Linked DNA regions of Mus musculus: region 2 is linked to region 1. The links are chromatin contacts, called in public Hi-C maps. All regions are on one chromosome and are shown on one strand. Each heading gives the region's core, a stretch centred on a gene start, on an enhancer-like site or on the middle of the called end of the contact. The rest is flanking DNA. Distances are from core to core; before and after follow the strand shown. Region 1 overlaps Mtfr2 (mitochondrial fission regulator 2). Region 2 has its middle 110 kb from the start of Pde7b.

Region 1 (2,657 bases), core at 54-2,553:
CTGATCCTCCTGCCGCCATCTCTCAGATTCACAACCACACCCACCTTGGGCCCAGCCCTGAGTTTTAAATTCACATCAAGTCTGTTTTGACAAATGGGAAGCCATGTGTCAAAAGAGGTCTCATAGTCTAAGAGTGGCATGCACCGATTATCAATCAGGCACTCTGGGTTTAATCACAACTGTACTACTTGGAAGAAAATGACCTTAGGTGAGCTGCTTATGTGACATACACTCCACTGTCTTCATCTACAGAATGGGGATAACTCTTGAAAAGCTGTGCTAAATGGAGTATATACCTAGTGACTGTTGGGCGTAGACAGAAGTAAATGAATAAGACCCAGTTCCTATCCTTAGCAGAACCTGGTGAGACTGGGGAGAGCCAGCCCAGGAAGCAACTATTACAACAGATGCAGCAGTAGAGAGAAGCTCAGGGTCCCAGACAGAGAGCAGGCAATGGTCACATATACCAATGGGCTTTTAAGGAAAATGTCTTGAAGCAGGAGTAGGGATCCTCATAAAAATAAAAATACCACCAGTGTGTCCTCTGGTGGAGCAGAAGTTGCATGCTGCCCTTAACATGACAGAAGAACTAAAGCCACAGGGAATGGCTGATGCTGTAGGGTGGGGGAGCTTGTGAGTAGCTCAGACTGGAGGCAGACTGCCTGGGGTTTGAGTCTCGGCTCAGCACTATAATGGTATCATCCTGGGTCTAGTACTGACCCCTTCCCGCCTCTGAGAAGGGAGTGTGATGGTCCCTTTGAGGGAGTTGTGGGGAGGATTTAACAAATGAAAGTTTGTTAGAGCGCACAGGATTGTGCTAATACAAATTGAATATTCACTGTTTAAATTAAGTGTTAATCAGCTGTTAAGATTAGTCATCCTCTGACTTCAAACAGGATTATGTAAGCTGAAAGCAAGGTATGGGCTTCCAGAGAAAGCTAGCAACAGGAGGCTTGGCACAGCCCCATAGCTACCAGCTGCTTAAAGCAGAGCTAAACAGAAGGGTCCTTAGGGAGGTTAACCAGGCAGGTGCCACAGGATGAAACCCACCCGTGTTGCTCACAGTGGTTCCTGTGCCACTCCCTAGCAAAACAGCCATACTGTAGCTTTACAGTGGGGATAATCCTACTGCAATCTTGAATGTTAACAATTAAATACTGGCATGGCTTGCTTTAATTATTGACTTTTCACAAACATCTATTTGTGGGCCAGCAAGATGGCTCAGTGGGTAGAAGCACTTGCCACTGAGTCTGACAACTTGAGCATGATCTTCCAGAGCCCATACAATTCTTGACAACCGTACACTACCTATACACTAGTGTAATTAAAGCTATGTGTCTATTTGCTGGGGGAAAGTTGAATTAGCTGACTGATGCATGATTAAAAATGTCAAGGATATGCCAATTTATAATTTGTGACTGCCCTTTACAGAAGATGCTTGCACACTTCTCAATCTAGCCTTGTTTTACCAATGACATCTACTAAGTTGTCACTTGGCTGTGGTTAACAGCTGTTAGCAAGCTCAGCGTGCTCGGTTGGTACTGGACTTCCCTCTACTGGTAAATATAGAGAATTACAGCCCTAAGGTGTTTTGACTTTCAATTTGTTAATACACTGCTTTCTTACATACTTTATCTGTCAACTGTCTGGAATGCCTTCAGTAATGATGCACAGTTTAAATAGGTTAAAATTTTGTGTTTACAGTGTTTCCTATGGTTAGAACACGGATTGGAAAATCCATCTGCCTGGCTTCACAACCTATCTCACCACGTAGGCTTTGAGGACCTTGGGAGAGTGGCCGGACTAGTAACTCCCTCTGCCCAGTTTCCCATCTGCTGAGTGAGGCTACCAAAAGCCTACACCCACGCTATTGGTGTTGGGACTGAACGAGTCAATGCATGGAAAGTACTGAGATTGGCCAAAAGTGCGTTCAAAATGGAGGCCCTGATACACAACGGGTTTTATTTCTAAGTTCTTTACAATAAACTGTTGATGAGTGACAGACAAGTTAGGGTCCTCTGATAGGAGAGCACCTGGGGGAATGGGTGGGTGCTGACCCCACGGACACGGCCCCGCCCCCCTGCTCCCTGCTGCAACACAGGCGAAGCCAAGCAGGGAAGCATGCAAATGTATCACATTAGCACCAATGAGGAGACAGCCTACTGCAAATAAACTAGGGTTCACTTGTACCACCCCCCAAGAAATTCTAACAGAAATATAACCACTTCTCACAAAATAACCAGATTTCATAAAACAGTAAGAATATAATTTGAAATGTTAAATACTCAACCAAATTCAAAAGATCCATTTATTATAAAATCTACATTATATATATATATATATATATATATATATACACACACACACACACACACACACACATACATATGGGATACAAACATAATAGAGAACAAAGGGAACAAACCAGCCATCTGTGTGTGCAAAGCCAGTGTGGATGGAACTTATCAAGGGTCTACTTCTACTTGCAGTAGAAAGTTCAACCCTACATGACTAAAATTGTGACTATCTTTTTTTTCCCTTCAGTTTCTCAGGTGTTCCTGTGTTTTCACAACTATGACTAACTTAATAAAAAACAATATCATCTTCTGCTCACTAAAAATCCACAAGCTGCTGAAGGCCAAACAAACCGTATCACA
Region 2 (2,657 bases), core at 73-2,572, 300 kb before region 1:
TGGAGCATCCAACCCAGCTGAACACATCTTGGAACCCGCTCCAGCTCCATCAGCAAGTGCTGGGAGATGACGTCACTGTGGGATTTCAACCGAACTTTATGTTCTGGTAAACAGTGCAGTGCTGCAGTTACCACTGGTGAATTCTATTGCCCCTGGGAAGCACCAGGGAAGCTCCTTATTGATGCGCAGGCCTCATTTGAAGGATAGAATGGTGTGAGGCTGAGAGAGCCGAGCTGAGTGGCAGGTGCTGAGGAAGAAGATGAAAGTCGCTGTGTGTGGAGAGCCACGTTCTGGGTTAGTTCTGCTCCCCTGTGAGCAGGATGCTGGGCAACAAATGGGGTTCTTTGGGAAATAAGTTATTTGGGAAATAGTCTCCCATTTCAATGCTCCTGTGCAAATAATCCCATATTAGAGATAACATAGGTTAGTTTGACTTAAATCCCTTTCCTTGGATCAATAACGCATTGAGGAGGCTGTAGCTATCATCTCCAAGGCAACAGCCACTCCCAGTGAAACGATAGTAAGGAAAGAATCCAGCAGATAGTTATGCAAGCTTTACCCTAAATAAAAAACCAAGAGAACATTGCTTGTCACCAAACTAGAAATAGAAATGCTAGAGTTCTTATAGAAATAAATGCACGAAAAATCCCCCTGCTTATCAAGCTGTCTCCACGGTATGTTTCCTCAAATTAGAATGTTCATAGCCAAATGCATCCCACCATCTGGGCAACCTAAGATGCTTCCCGCCCCCCTTCATTCCCTCTCCCATGTGTGTGTGTGTGTGTGTGTATGTGTGTGTGTGTGTGTGTGTGTATGTATGTCTGTCTGTGTCTGTCCGCGCCCGTGTGCATGTATTTAGCACTTCAGGGATCACTACGAAGTTGTTTATAAAACAGTTTTTTGTTTTGGTTTGTTTTGTTTTGTTTTAAGAAACAAAACCAATTTGGTGATGAATATAAATAAATAAAAATTATCTCACAATACCATTCAAATTCTTCAAAGAAAGCTAAACCAGGTTTCAAAATAAAAAGTTACACTGGTGGGTGGGGTAACTTGTGAGTGTATCACAATTCAGAGGAACAGTGCCAGATCCCAACAGCCTGCTCCTTTAGTCTCTTCCCAACTTGTATATCTTCCTGCAAAAACAACAACAACAACGAACCCCACGACTTTTTAAATTGTGAATTTTATTTGCTGAGTGAGACAGAGTGCCACACACCTGAAGTGATCTCAGAACTCAGACCCAGGGTGGTTTCTCTTCCTCGGCGGCTCCTCCTTTCTTTGTAAGGTAACTCTTGCAAGCCGTCCTTCCTGACTCACACTCACTCTGACTCCAGTCGCCTTGTCCTCTCAGACTGCCTGCTTCTCTCACAAGTCTAGTGTCTCATAGAAGGCTTGGGGTAATGCAAGAGCTTGTTCCTTTACTGAAGTCCCTGAGGGGCGCATGTATCCCGAGGGACAGAGGGACAGAGGGACAGAGGGACAGAGGGACAGAGGGACAGAGGATGATTTGAGATGCAAGGTTCAGAATTGAAACTGCAGCTTCCTTGGCCCTTACAAAGCCAGGTCACAGCTGCCTGGCTTCCTAATTTGGTTTGGCGTCCTGCGAATTCCCAAGCAGACGAATCATCCTCCGATTCATGTGTAAGGACAGAAACGCTTCTGAAAAGCAGCCAGGTTGACTCCATGTGAGACTTTTAACGCCCTTGTCACCCACGAGCACTGATAGATGATTGCCACCTGGAGGAGGAGTATATGGGAGCTCTCTGCCTCTGTCTCTCTTTCCCTTCCCAGCCCTGCATTCAGGTATGTGTGCACCTATGTCGGGCCTACATCAGACCACGGCTCTATGTTTTTCTTCTTATCTGGTAAACTCACAGGAAAATCATAAATACTTTACTTTATAAAATTTGATGAGGCAGAAAAAAACCCTTCCCTGTTGGTCATCAAATTACGACACGGCATGATTTTACAGTTTGTTCCATCTTAGGATTCGGCTGTGTTCTATCTCCCTGTGATTTCCCAGAGCCAACCACTTGAGGATTTTTGGCTGTTTGCCACTAGCCAGGCACAGATGCTTTTAATAAAGGGGGTTGGGGGGGGGTTAGCCACCTTCTGGAAACATCCCTGCTTTACAACATTCAAGAAATATCAATCCTCTTTTATTCACAAGAAGAAAAAAATTTAATAGCAAACATTGTGTATGTATCTGCTTTGTACCCCTCTCTGTGCTACATAAAATAGAATATTTCTCATGTTAGAAAGTCTACCACGAGTCTAATTCTACAGTTAGTCCAGGGGGTCCCAAGAACATGTGTGCCCCACACCAAGAAGCCATATTGATGTGTAGTAATTTATAAAAATCAAATTAAAGAATAAAAATTAACAATGAGTTGTCTGGAGATCTTTGTATAAAGGTCACGTTATGGGTAATTTGAAAGTATATTAAATAAATATTTGGTAACTTTACTATGTATGAAATAATATGTGATTTTAATATGTGATTAGGAAGGTACCCCCATAACTAGGGGGGAAGTGGATCATGAATATATGGTATAGAAAATTGATTAGAGTAATTACAAGTTATTCTGACCTTAGGGTAAGAAAGTATATTAAAAGCAATTTTATACTAAGAACCATAGAAAATAGAAAGAAAT

What was found. Hi-C and Micro-C count contacts between places; a contact is called where the count stands out from the background.
Region 2: a Hi-C map of cortical neurons shows a contact between it and region 1, with 2.2 times the contacts expected there. The contact joins two enhancer-like sites. A contact is called at or near these places in 2 of 484 Hi-C or Micro-C datasets (cortical neurons and nephron progenitors) and 1 of 9 other capture datasets (embryonic stem cells).

The regions. Positions count from the first base shown.
Region 1 is chr10:20,360,942-20,363,598 of GRCm38.p6, reverse strand. Mtfr2 (mitochondrial fission regulator 2) reads right to left here. Exons shown (of 7, transcript NM_027930.3): 7 at 1,930-2,657. Among named protein-coding and RNA genes, the nearest start is that of Mtfr2, 14 kb to the right of the region's middle. Within about 2 kb of position 1,303, at least 12 of the 459 cell types and tissues checked have an H3K27ac peak or open chromatin away from gene starts, as enhancers often do. A contact at or near this core is called in cortical neurons, where this site is marked.
Region 2 is chr10:20,656,901-20,659,557 of GRCm38.p6, reverse strand. It overlaps a transcript of Pde7b not described here. Among named protein-coding and RNA genes, the nearest start is that of Pde7b, 110 kb to the right of the region's middle. Within about 2 kb of position 1,322, at least 49 of the 459 cell types and tissues checked have an H3K27ac peak or open chromatin away from gene starts, as enhancers often do. A contact at or near this core is called in cortical neurons, where this site is marked.